Regions from separate parts of the Mus musculus genome. Here region 1 is linked to region 2. Evidence: chromatin contacts called from public ChIA-PET data. All regions are on one chromosome and are shown on one strand. Each heading gives the region's core, a stretch centred on a gene start, on an enhancer-like site or on the middle of the called end of the contact. The rest is flanking DNA. Distances are from core to core; before and after follow the strand shown.

Evidence for each region. ChIA-PET counts read pairs in DNA pulled down with a chosen protein or histone mark.
Region 1: a contact with region 2 is called in an RNA polymerase II ChIA-PET map of memory CD8 T cells, with 106 read pairs. The contact joins the promoter of Nudt14 here to the promoter of Akt1 in region 2. A contact is called at or near these places in 6 of 39 promoter capture datasets (the C10 cell line, embryonic stem cells, fetal liver and 3 more), 2 of 484 Hi-C or Micro-C datasets (CD4 T cells and embryonic stem cells), 5 of 115 datasets of contacts at active chromatin or transcription factors (double positive thymocytes, embryonic stem cells, memory CD8 T cells and 2 more) and 2 of 9 other capture datasets (adipose tissue and liver).

Annotation. Positions count from the first base shown.
Region 1 is chr12:112,940,713-112,944,438 of GRCm38.p6, reverse strand. Nudt14 (nudix (nucleoside diphosphate linked moiety X)-type motif 14) reads left to right here and starts at 2,297. Exons shown (of 5, transcript NM_025399.4): 1 at 2,297-2,448. The coding sequence starts at 2,368.
Region 2 is chr12:112,672,581-112,676,144 of GRCm38.p6, reverse strand. It overlaps Akt1 (thymoma viral proto-oncogene 1), which reads left to right and starts at 1,869. Exons shown (of 14, transcript NM_009652.3): 1 at 1,869-2,145. Gm30150 (a long non-coding RNA gene) reads right to left here and starts at 1,669. Exons shown (of 3, transcript XR_381988.3): 1 at 1,448-1,669; 2 at 593-1,126; 3 at 175-454.

The sequences.
Region 1 (3,726 bases), core at 1,048-3,547, 270 kb before region 2:
ACACAGCACTCAGGCCCTTGTCCAGCACGAGGGAGGCAGACAGAAGTGAGGTCCCATAAAGGCTTCAGTGGCCTACAGGTTGGTGGAAGTAGCCCTTGGAGACAGACAGCAAAGCAACCTCCTGGTGCTGGAGGAAGCCGATCCAAGCCGGTCACCACTGTACATGCACACTCAAGCGATTGTGCTTGTCTGATTGTTGTTTGGAATGGGGTGGTATGGACAGAGCTGAGGGTAGCGGCTTCTTACAGATGAGTCTGCTCTGCCACAGCTGACACAGGAGAACAGGGGCAAGGCCTCAGTTTACAAAAAATAAGAGGCCTTTGTGTTCCATAGTTCCCTGGTCTCCTAGTCTTGACTCAGTCCTTCCAGCCACCCTGTGCCTTGGGATCCTCATGTTGTACAGTATCCTTAAGTCCCCGGACCTACTTCCTGTCACCCCACTAGAAAAACACAGAACCTTGGCAGAACCCAGCACCCATCTAGACACACCCAGACCCTGGGCACCGCCCAAAAGCATTTTCTATCCCTGAGCCAGCAGAGGTCAGACCATCTGTGCCCAACAGCTCTCTGGGTATAGGACCTGCCCTACTGTGTGCCTGCTTTGTGTTCACATGGGGCCCAAAGAGGCAGAGAGAAATGTAGGTGTGACTGCTTAAGGAGCCTGAGGTGAGGGTGGCCCTAGTTATGAGGGCCCCCAGATGTGATCATATTGTCCTGAAAGGATGGAGGCAGAGTCCAGAGACCACCAGCAGAATGTCAGAGAGCAGGGAGCCAACAATGTTTTGAAGGTAGGGGATAGACCACATGCCAGAGTGGGACTTTCTAGGATCTGAGAGACAAGTCTGGAGACACCCAAATCCCAGCCAGGGACCTTGTGTTGGAGTCCCAGCATCCTGAACTGACTCTATAGAAGTTTGTCTTGCTGAAAGACAGCAGATGTAATAACGCTGACTTGTGGCCTCGTGTCTCATGATGTCTGCACTGTCCTGGACATGTGTTCAACGGGGTCTTTGGAACTCCAGGAAACGGCTTGCCGAACACAGAGATGGTTTCTCTAAGTCTTGGGCATTGGCAGCATGGTGCCTTCCCACCTCACCCCACCCACTTTTGACAAACCCCTCTCCATCCAGGCTCCTGCATTGCTCCCATGGGGACAATGATCAGCTATCTAACAGTACCACTCTGGGCCCTGGCCAAAGCCCCTTGGACAGACATATTTCTTGCTCCTGCACACAGGTAGCCCTTTCCTGTGGCCCAGGGATCCCAGAAACTCTACTCACCTCAGTTTATACTAACATTCAAATGTGACTTTCCCCCTACAATGATCTGTAGAGTTGTGGGGGCTTTCTGTTTTCCTCTCAGGCAGGCCCAGTGAGCACAGGTAGCCCCCGGCCAGTGACACTGGGCCCTTTAACATCTTCCTTTGCCTGAACTACTGGTTATAGCAGTGAGAACTCTGTGACTGGTCCCTATTGTCTACACACACTCTAGGGAGAAAGTCTGCCAGGAGGCCTCTGAAATAAAGGAAGACACCTGAGGGCTTTGGTTTCGGGGACTAGAGGAGCTCTTGGTTGATAGTCACTCTGACCTCCAGGACACTAGGTGGCCAGGCCAAAGCCTGGAAAGTTCAGTACTTTAGGAGAGGGATGTGTGTGTGTGTGTGTGTGTATGTGTGTGTGTGTGTGTGTGTGTGTGTGTAGTCTTTAAGAATGGCTCTCTGTGAACCATGTGTCCCATATAGTGAAGTCCTCTCTCCTTGAATCTAGAGTGGCCTGGAACTTTGGATGCATCTGGATTGACATAGTGATGGAGCAGATCTGGGGCCCTGAACAGCTGTTGTGAAATGTGTGCAGCAACATGGCCTTTGTGAAGAACAGAGACAGGAAGTCGCACTTTCTCTCAAACAGGGTCAGGTCAGCCTCTGTGTGGCTAGTGCTCTTCCCGGGGCCTTCCTTCACCAGCCTTTTCTCTTCAGATTTGTCTTCTATTCTCCCCTTCTGTACGCTTCAGTGGGGGCCCTGGCTCCCCAGACTTGGGAAGGGGGTGAGTTTGTTGCTAACCCCGGCCAAACAGACTCCCGCTCAGCTGACCTACCCCGGTGATCCCCTCTGATTTCCACCCGTTGGAGGCTTCATATACTACGAAGCCCTCTCCACCCTACTCAGTTCGCTTCCCCTTTATGCTGGCTTGGGGACTTGTCTGAAAGCGCCTCCCTCGCGCGCAGCACTCCCGCAGGTGCTACCTGGACTCTGTGGCCCGCCCTCCGCCCCGCCCCCCGGCCCGCCCCGCGTGTGAACTGGGCATGCCCAGAAGTGCGTAGACGCGCCCGCCGGCTTCGATCCGCGGAAGAATCTGCTCTGCGCCACCATGGAGCGCATCGACGGGGTGGCCGTGGGCCTCTGTGCCCATTCGCCCTACCTGCGGCCTTTCACGCTGCACTACCGCCAGGTGATCCGCCCCACTCGCGTGTCTCCGCGCTCTCCCCCCGCCCCCCGCGTTGCGGCCCCGGCCCCGCCCCCCGAGCTCACGACTCCGCCCTGAGCGGATTCTCAGAGCTTGAGCTCCGCCCTCCTGCAGTCCTGACGGCCAGTCGGTCAACCCGGAATGGCCAAGGAAGGACATGCAAAGAGAATCGCTCTTTCCTGAGGAAGATTTGACTGGCCCTCCATTTCTGACCGCCCATCGATACTTTTATGCAGTTAGACCCATTGATTACTCTGGGTATCAGGGCAGGAAAACTCTTGGATCAGGGCAGGAAGAACTCTTGGGGAACCCCACAATTGCAGATACCCTCCTTGCGCCTTCTTTCTAGCTCCTCCTTCAAGCCTTAACAGAAAGTCTGCTGTCACGAAGAAACCTCTTCAACTCAGTCTTTCGCAGCTCCCAGGTGTCTGTCTCCCAGAACAACAGGGCCATACATAGCTATCTCACATGACACCGTTGGGCACCTAGTAGGCACACAGAAAACATTTGTTGAACCTACTTGCTGCCTCTTCTCTTTCGTCTTACCCCATGGTCTTCCTTCTCCTCTACCCTGCATGGCCCTGTCTAGTAGGCCCCTGGCACGTTGCCCATTTCCATTCTCTATGCTGTCTGATACACAATTTTCCTGACCTGATCAATGTAGCCCTGACTGGGTTTCAGCTTAGATCAGACCGCCCAGGGCTTGGCGTTTGCCCAGCTCTCCCACTCCATTTCTCTCACCAGTGTTGTGGCCTCCAGCCTGCAAATTCCCTTGCCTCTGGTGTGTCTGCTGTGTGGAGGTCCTTTCCACCTACCCACTAGGCTAGGGAATTCTTCTCCCAGAGTGCAGTGAGGTAATACAGGCTTGAGGGAGCAACTGGGTTCAGTTGAGGAACAAAGGGTAGAGACACGGGGTGTGTGTGGGGGATCACACTTCTTTTCCCTTTCCTCGGCTGGTGACATGGGGTAGCCATGTGGCTCTTTCATACCCAGGACCTGGGGTTCTGGTGGGCTGTGGACGGTCCAGGCTGGTTCGTTCGCCCTCACTTCCTGGGAAGTGCTGTGGGGTGGCTTTACAGCTTTGGCTGGCATCCCACCAGCACATTTCCGCTGATGGCATTGGTAACCAGAGCTCAGTTGAGCAGGCAGCGGCCCGCCATAGCCATAGTCATAGCTGGGAGGGGGGTGGGGGTTGGGGTGGAGGGTAGGCAGCATTTCCTCGGGAACTGAAGGATACTGGGCTGGGCTGGGTTTGCCATGGTA
Region 2 (3,564 bases), core at 620-3,119:
CAAGAGCATATCTCACTATGTAGCTGATGCCCAGACCTCTTAGCTCAGGATAGTGCCTGCATCCTACCAAGCTGCCAGGGATGAGAGGGAGGAAGACCTCTGTGAGAGAGGGGGGAAGACCTCTGTGAGGGGGGAAGAGGGTCAGGAACCACAGGTTGGTTTGTTTGTTTTTGGTTTTTGGTTTTTTTTTTTTTGAAGATTTATTTATTATTATACATAAGTACTGTAGCTGTCTTCAGACGCACCAGAAGGGGGCGTCAGATCTCATTACGGGTGGTTGTGAGCCACCACGTGGTTGCTGGGATTTGAACTCAGGACCTTCGGAAGAGCAGTCATCTTACCCGCTGAGCCATCTCGCCAGCCCCCGGGACCAGTTTTTGTTGGAGAGCATGGCTGCAGAGCAGGCCAGTGGCAAGTCTCAGTAAGGCGGACCTTACTCACCTTGTGGCTCTGTCTAGGAGGCCCAAAGAGGTGTTGCCAAAGTGTGGACCCAGAAGGAGTCGCCTATCCCCCAACCCACTCCGGACTCGGGGGAAGATAGAGACACAAAGAAGGGAGGCGGGACTGGTTACTGCATAGAAACAGGGCTCACCACAGGTAGGAGCTGTCTCCAACAGTGGCTTCCAGGAAGAGCATCCGAGTGAGAAGGGTCACTAGAGAACAGCCAGAAATTGCTGTGTTCCACAAGAGGGCGCCCTGCTGGCTCTAACTGTGTAGCAACGGGATGGGGGAAGTAGGAGAGGAGGAGTTGGGGGCCTGGGGTGAAGGTTTGCTGGGCGAGTGATGGATATTTGTGTGACTCTCAGCCTCTGAAGGCCACTCTCAGGGTCAGGGATACTGCTGGAGCAGAACAGAACTGCTGCTGAGCCTCTGACTTAGCGCCCTGGAGGCTCTCTGAGCTGGGGCAGCTGTGCAGCAGATAGGGCACAGAACAGAGCCCCCCATCCCCATCCCCGTCTGAAGGGTATGGGGCGTGGCTGAGAGGAGAGTGAGTTCTTCTCCGGGAGTGGGGTGTGCTTCCCAGGTCAGCCCCAGGAGCCCGAGAAGGAGCTCCGATTTCCATCCTGGGCGATAGCGTGGACTACTAAATCTACCCTCTTGTTTACACTCCTGGTGAACTCTGACCCTTGTATGAAAAACAAAAAATGCCCCCTGGTTAAAAATACCAAACACATGAAGGTAAATTCACAAAAGGGTTACTATCAAGTCGGGCTTCTGGGACGAGGGAGGGGCCCTGCGCAGGAACTGCTGAGGCTGGCCGAAGGGGGAAGGACTGAGGATGGATAAGAGGCAGGAACCACCTTGACTCTTCAATTCCGGGACACCATAAGGAACCGCCCCCCAAGCCTCACCCATCTGAGTCCACAGCAAGGTCTTGGCTGACTGAGTCCTACCCCTGAATCTGCCCCCTCTGGGTGTCCAGGTGTGCTCCCGTCCTCCCTGTCACCTGGGGAGTCCTTATCAGTTGCTGTGGCAGGCAGTACTGGGTTGGATGAGCCCTCAATAGCCTTCTTTCTTGTGTTGGCTGGCCTTTAGGACACCGGTGACCGGTCTCTCCCGGCTCCCAAGATGGGGACAGTTGGGCCTCTTGAGAGTCAAACTGATTCACTTCCCACGCTGGCCTCCCTCCTTGGGGTCTGGAGAGCTAGGCAGGGAAGGGCCAGGTCCCACAAACCGGGAAACCCAGACCAGAGCTGGAGCTCTGGATCTGCGGCGGGGCTCCGTTACCCGCGTGGCCCTGGCTCGGGGCCACCCGAGGGCGGCGCCTGCGGGGCCGCGCTCGCGCTCACGGGGTGCCTCGCCCTGGCCGCGGGCCGCGCCGGGGGCGCCCGGGGCGGCGGAGGCGGATGTGGGCGGGCGGCGCGGGCGCGGGGCGGGGAGAAGGCGGGCCGGCGGCGGCGGCGGCAGCACCGAGTCGGCGGGCGGCCGGCCCAGCGCGGCAGCGCACGCGAGTCCGGGACCAGCGGAGCGGACCGAGCAGCGTCCTGTGGCCGGCACCGCGGCGGCCCAGATCCGGCCAGCAGCGCGCGCCCGGACGCCGCTGCCTTCAGCCGGCCCCGCCCAGCGCCCGCCCGCGGGATGCGGAGCGGCGGGCGCCCGAGGCCGCGGCCCGGCTAGGCCCAGTCGCCCGCACGCGGCGGCCCGGTGAGTGCCCGCGCCGCGCCCTGTTCCGGGCCGCGGCCACCCCGCTTTGTTCCCGGCCGCGCCGCGCCTCGGAGTAGGAGCAGGAAGTGGCCGAGCGGAGGCCTGGGCGGGGAGCGCGCGGGGCCGGGCTGGTCGCGCAGGAGGCCCACGCCGGCGAGGGTGCGGGCGGCCGCTGCGTGACCTTGGGTGGCCGCTCCACGGGGCCAGGTCGCGGGAGAGGGGCGCTGTTGGTGTGCGCAGTGGGGGCCGGTGCGCCCTGGGGCCTGGGGCTGCCCGGGCACTCGGCCAGCGAGGGTAGGAGAAAGGCTCGCCCCGCGGCCTGCGTGCGGTGGGAGGGCCCTGGGAAGGAGAACTCATTTCCCACGGACAGAAAGTTGTGCGCGGTGGCACAGTGCCCAGGCTAGCCCACAAAGGACTGCTAACCCTCCTGGGCCCGGAAGCTGCTTCCTGGACTAGGTGGTTTCTGGAGGTGCCGGGGGGGGGGGGGGCCTTGAGGACGGCGTGGACTCGGTCTCCCGGATCCGGGATACTGGCTGAGCTGATGGAATTGTCTAAAGAGGACTGGTTTCTAAGTTGGGCGGTGGTGGAACCTTGGGCCTCTGCTGTGTGGCCAAACTCCTCCTTCCCCCAGGCCCCTGGTCTTGCTCCAGGTGGCTAGCCTTGACTGCCTAGAGCCATCACTAAAGTGAAGGGCGAGTCGCCTTGGTGGGGCCCCAGCTGGGCGTGTGGCTCACGGGCCAGTGTCCCAGAGGGGCTGAACTCTTAAGACTTAACAATAGCAACCATATGCCCTTACGGCATGGCATGGTGGGAAGAGTGTCCCATGCTTAAGTCGGCTTGATGTGGACATTGGCGTTAACATGGCTGTGTTTCTTCACTCCGTGTGTATGAATTTATTTTTACACGGCTCTGGACAGCTGACTGTCATCAGCAGACCTTGGGGCTGGGTGGGGGTAGGGGACATCCACCGAGAGAGATCTTGCAGTACAGCCCTCTGCCTCCAGGCCACACCCACTCTGACAGTCACTGAGCTGGGATTTCTTCTTGGCTTATCTTTTTCGTTCTGGCTTTTAGTCGCCACCTGCTTGCTGAGGGAAGGGCTCTTTCCTTCTTGGGCCAGGTGTGGTCTTTCCTACTTTGGCATTTGGCATTTGACACATAGCAGCCGGCCTCCCTTTTGTTCCACATTTAGCTTCATACAAGGCAAAGTGACAGAGACTCTGGGTGCCAGCTTGTGTCTTCTGGGCTAGAGAGATGACATAGGGGGTTGCCAGTCAGCTGTAGTAGACCCTAGTTGGGATCTATTCCACGGCGGCCTTCCAGTCTTTTCCTGGGGATTGTCCACATGAACTCCAGGTGGAGGGACAACACAGGCTTGCTGGTCAAGGGCTGTTCAGGTGCACTTTCCCAGAATGTCCA